Linked DNA regions of Gossypium hirsutum: region 1 is linked to region 2. The links are chromatin contacts, called in public Hi-C maps. All regions are on one chromosome and are shown on one strand. Each heading gives the region's core, a stretch centred on a gene start, on an enhancer-like site or on the middle of the called end of the contact. The rest is flanking DNA. Distances are from core to core; before and after follow the strand shown. Region 1 holds the start of LOC107917916 (CSC1-like protein At1g10090). Region 2 holds the start of LOC107916766 (squalene monooxygenase SE1).

The links. A called contact is a pair of places that touch in the nucleus more often than the background predicts.
Region 1: a Hi-C map of leaf shows a contact between it and region 2, with 2.4 times the contacts expected there. The contact joins the promoter of LOC107917916 here to the promoter of LOC107916766 in region 2. A contact is called at or near these places in 13 of 34 Hi-C or Micro-C datasets (callus, fibers, hypocotyl and 3 more).

What each region holds. Positions count from the first base shown.
Region 1 is chrA01:33,053,305-33,056,270 of Gossypium_hirsutum_v2.1, reverse strand. LOC107917916 (CSC1-like protein At1g10090) reads right to left here and starts at 1,693. Exons shown (of 13, transcript XM_016847332.2): 1 at 1,385-1,693; 2 at 473-931; 3 at 117-263. The coding sequence starts at 753.
Region 2 is chrA01:32,823,959-32,826,795 of Gossypium_hirsutum_v2.1, reverse strand. LOC107916766 (squalene monooxygenase SE1) reads right to left here and starts at 1,434. Exons shown (of 8, transcript XM_016846135.2): 1 at 1,026-1,434. The coding sequence starts at 1,259.

The DNA of each region.
Region 1 (2,966 bases), core at 444-2,943, 230 kb before region 2:
CACATTTCATTTCTGGTCATAACATTCAAGGTTCAAGATGGCAGCATCCAAATAACAACTCGTTGTAAAAAGGAACTAAAGCAACCATCCATAAATAATGGGTTCAATTAACATACCATTTTGATCCTTCCTTTACATTTCCAATAGTAAATACTTCCAGTGATTCTGAATGGATTTGCTTGTGCTGCATTTCTTGTCCATAATAATTTACTGGAAGCAATAGAAAAACACAAATCGCAGCAGCAATGATGAATACCCGAATACTGTAAAGAACAGGAGGAAAATTGCAGTGCAGTTAGTAAACCAGCAGAAGAAAAAATAGACACTGACCATCCATAATTGAATTATGAAAGCATTTTAAAAGATGTTTGGATATAATTGCAAGCATAAACTTTTGGAGAAACTTGTAGCAAAATTTTCCCTCAGAAAATTGGAAGAAATCAAAATTTTCCATCTGGAGAAACTTAATCACCTGAAAACAACTATTCTCAAGAAAACTAGAGCATCCACACCACCAGCAGCCAATATTTCTTCATTGGTCGCTTGCCAGGCCCTCACGATCCAACTAGCAGAGGGAACAAGTCTCTCAAAGTGAAAAGGATCACTATGCTTTATTGGTTCTGAAATAAGCCTCCGCATGAAATACACACTAACATTGCTCGGTTGTTTCCTCAGTATGGAATACAAAGACAAAAGCACAACACATATAGCTATATTGATTCCGGCAGAAGTTAAAAGAGCTCCAATGTCCATCTCAGTTCCCTCTAACCTTTTATTCAAGCTTAAGAAATTCAATAACTAAAGCACTGAACCGAGAAAGGACATGTCAATATTACTTCCAATTTGCTCAAAACAGAGTTCTTTTGATGACTACTAATGCAGAAAGTAGTTTGGCTCAATCTGACACAGAATCAAGTGCTGCAAAATGGATCTGGGAATTTTCATAGTTCAGAAACCAAAATTTAAAACCATTCTCATAGATCAAATCTCAAAAATAAAAAATAGAAAATACTTCAATAAAATTTCAAGTAAGAAAAACAATGCTTAAACTAAACGCAGACGAAAAACATCATCAAACTTTAAAAAATTAAAAAACCCCTAAATAAAAGTTGTTTTTAACTCTAATTTCCTTTCTAATAGAGCTACCGAAAATTTTAAACTATCTTTTTCCTACCTGACTAAATTTCCAAACCATTTCTTCTTCTTTTTCCTTTCGATGAATCTCTATAGTTCCAAGACAAAAGATTATACAAAAACTCAAGTAAAATAAAATAAAATAAAAATTGCTCCTAACAATTAGTTCAAGAAGGAAACTCAAACGAAATTAAATCAATTTAGTTAAACAACCTAGGAAAAAAATAAAGATTAAATAAACTGAAAGTACCTGGGAAAATATCAGAGGCCAAAAAAAGCGTAAGAACTTTGAAAAGGTTCCCAACGCAAAGAGATTCTGAAGCAAAATGGTTGGCTTAAAAAAGTAGGGAACTAAATACATAAGAAAATTGTGAGTTATCACTTGTACGCCAAATGCTATGCTTTTCCTTCATCTTCAAATAAAAACAAAAATAAAATTCGACCAATTTGCTGACAGAGAAAGAAATAAAGAGCCTTAATTCGGAAATAATTTTTTATAAAAGATTGTATTATCTTCAAGGAATTTCATTTATTGAAAAAAAAAATTAGTTCATACACACGCAAAAAAAGAGTTTATAGTTTTTCTATTAGGGAAGAAGATTCCAGCGAATGCCACGTGTAAAGAGTCATTTTATTAGTAATAATTATATTATTTAATAAAAATAATGACAAACATGTAAAAAAGAGCAATGATTTTCTTACCACGACAACGACGGAAGCGCCACGTGGCCAACAATAAGGTAACGGTACAAAAATGTGGGATCCTACTTACTCCATGTACAACCGCCATATCTGCTACAGTTTTTTCTAGTTGGCTGGCTTCACGCCAGTTTGTGGATTTTATTATCGTGCTTCCCGACGTATTTTATTTGAAGTGGAGTTGCGGTCGGTGACCAATGACAATCGTTGATTTTTTCACAAGTTCAAAAGTTTTAAGAGTTTAATGAAATTTCTTTTAAAAAAATTGGGGTTTTATGAGATTAATTTAAATTTTCAAATATTTTAAGTTATTTTAATTATTTTTTTCAAATTTAAAAGGTATAATAAGAATTTTTAAAAATTTGAAGAGTTTAATTCAAATTTTTTAAAAACTTCAAGAGAAAAATAAATTTTTACAAAAAAGTTGAACACTTAATTAAAATTTTCTAAAAATTTCAATGAAAAATCATAATTTTTCAATTTCTTTTTGGGGAGGCCCCCTTAAACCCTTTAAACAGCCAGCCTATGTATCTATACTTGTTGTCTATAATTGTAGTTGTATTAAACTCTTTATTAACTTAGTATAACGAGTTAATTAGAAATTAATTTAATTAAAAATTTATTAAAATGTCTTTAATATAATAAAAAATATTAATACAAAGAATCAATTCAATTGAAAATTTGTTAAAATAATTTTTTGTATACAAATTATTAATTATTAATATGAACGTGTTCGTCTTTTTATTTTGGGTAAACTACACAATAATCACTCAATTATAAAAAAAATTAATTTTAGCCCCCCAAAAAGAATTTGCAATTTAATCATTCATGTTATATAATTTAGTCATGTTGGTCACTCCCATTAAAATCACAAACAACAAGTTGATGTGATTTATAAAAAAATTAGTATAATAATAAATTTAGCCCTCAACTTTTATATATTATATCGATTTACTCATAATTTTGAGGTTAATTTTTTAAAATTATGATTAAATCGATATAATATGTAAAAGTTGAAGGAAAAATTTGTTATTATATTGAATCTTTTAACTGCTACATTAGCTTGCCGTTTTGTAATTTTAACGAGAGTGATTGAACTATATAACGTGGGTGCTCAAATTATAAACTTTTTT
Region 2 (2,837 bases), core at 185-2,684:
AAAAGGGGCATAGAGAATGCAGAGTTAAATTTTTTTTCCTGCAATAACCGTGTTTGAGACTATTCAAACATGGATATAAGGATATAACCAAGGGTTCTCTAAACACATAAAAAATTTAGAAAAAAATTTGAACAAACTCTTATCGAGCACATATTCGTATCTGATGATTGCACCCGAGTTCAAGTAACAGAAATTAATCAACATCCGATCTAGTATGGGGGAAGAATTTGGAACACACAAAGAAACATAAAGTATTAGTTATCAAAGCAACAAAAAGTCTCTACTTGTCCTAGGCAGTCCGTGACAGCTCGTATACAGGATGTTTTAAATTGGCAGTAACTAATTATGAAGAAATTGACGTCTGAAAAATTGCTAATAGCAAGAGACGGTTCATTTTCTTCAAGTTCATTTAGGTATAAGCTTCCAATTATAATTGCTAAAAGGTAAAAAAAGGGAAGCAGTCAATGATACGAACCGTTATTAAAATGCAAAAAATGGTAGATATCGATTTATAATGATAATGCTCATAAATTAATCCCAGAATCCATGGCAGCTAACAGGCACGTCCTGGGGCAGGTGCGGCCACCAAGGCTCAAAACTGAAAAGGGTAAAATACTATTTTCTAATTTTTAAGGAGTATAAAAAAGGTCTTTTTAATTTTTAAGGGCCCAAAAAATTTGTTTAGGGAGCTAAAATTTTTTTCCCCACGGGCGTGGCAGCTAAACTCTTTTTATTTTTTATTTTTTTAATATTACTGATGCACATTGAGAAGCCACAACACATTCGAAAAGAAAAGAAAATACATAAAGAATTGTTTAAAGAAAAATAAATAAAAGGAAAAGAAAAAGATGCATGTCGTTTTAAACAGCAGAAGATCCGAGAAAGTGCGGGCACGACATAAAGGATAGGGGGGACTTTAAACTTGTTCAAAAACGAAAGAAATAAAAGAAGTAGCGAAACAAAGAAATGTTTTGCTTGTTCCCTGATTGGTTACTAAGAAAATGCAAAGAAAAAGAAAGAAATACTTTGCCGAGAGTGTGAGCGAGGGCGGAACCAGCAACGCCAGCTCCAACGATGATGACATCAGCGTGGCTGGCGTCAGCAGATCCGCATTCTCCGTTACTCGTTAGGACGGTCTTCAGGGGCTCAGTTCTCATGGAAATCCCCTTCCATTTCTGCCTTCTCAAAACGACACCGCATAGCGCAACCAGCGCCATCACGGAACACAAGATCCATCCCAGCACGTATGAATCAGCCATTACTCCGTCGCCAAAAAACTAAACCAGAAAGAAAGAAAGCTAAGCGTATACAAGGACGTCAAAAATCTCTCTGTTTGTTTTTATGGAGTTTAGAATTCGATGGCTGCAACGGCTGTACTTGGCTTCGCTGGCAGTCGTGAATTTGTTTTAGAAACACGAGCGAATAGTAAGTAATACAGGAAGGGAGAAACGGTGGGCCTTTTTATACTCCACCCACAGTTTACACACTCACACCTCTCACCACCTACCTCTTAGGTTAAATTCTGCCCGAAGTCCCTATACTTTTAATTTTCAAAATTCAGTCCTAATTATTAAACTTTTAAATTTAGATTCATTACAATAATATTTTTTAGTTATATAGTTACCAAGTGCTTTTAATTTTTAATTTCGAAATAGCATATTAACAAATTTAACCAAAAATAAAAATAACAATGTTAATAGTTGAACTTAAATTTTAAAATTTAACAAATAAAAGATTAAATTTATAAAAATAGAAATATAAAAACTAAATTATAAATTTTTAAATAATATGAAGATTTATGGCGTATCTTAACCTACCTTTTTGGTATTATTCTTCCTAACTTGCCGCTCCAATGAAATCGGAATTAAATTATCTAACATCAACTTCAATCGCTTAAATTTTTGTTTTTCAATTGGTTAAAGTTTATTATTAGTAATTGTATTTTATAAAAGTTGTAGTTTTTTTTTAATCTATTTTAGTATCTGTAATTTTTAAAATGGTCAGTTTTAGTCTTTGTACTTAGTCCTGACTCAAATAGTAACAGTTAAATTTATTTTGTTAAATTCAATTATTAATCATATACTATTTATACAATTATAGATTTAGTCTAATTTCTCTTATTAAATCATTCTAAGTCACCATACTTTCAAATTTTAAAATGTTAGTCTTAATGGAAATGACAATTATTAATTCATTAACTAAATTTTTTTGTAAATGATATGTGAAAATAATTAGTTAACATATTATTGCACATATGATAATATATTTCACACATCAAATTTTAAAAATAATATAACTTTATTTAAATTAAATAATTATTATTTGACAAGAACCGAAATTTTAAAATTTAGAAAGTAGAAAGAATAAAAATATCAAATCCTTCACTTCTATTCATGAGTATATAATAATATAATATTTATTATGTGACTTTAGAGTTACCCACCATCTACGTTTTCAAAAGTATAGGAGGGCGAGCTACACATTTACTTGACTTTTTAGACTTCACCATATCCTTCCGAGGGATTTTTTAAAAAATGACCTGTAAAATGTTATTATTTACGAAAATTATTTAATTTCAAAATGTATAATGAAAGTGACTTGAAATAAATAGTATTGAATAGTATTGGGTAGTATTGGCATCTCCACTACTGACATTAATTGTCCATCGTTATGTAATCATTATTTTGTGATTGAGTCAGGGATAAAAAAATTAATTTTTTTGGTGTTGGCACTACTATAGCCAACATCTATATATATTTTTGAGTATTTTTTAAAAAATTGAGTATTTTCCGGTTCAAAAAAATATTTTTAATAAGACTAGGAGTGTAGGTGTCAAC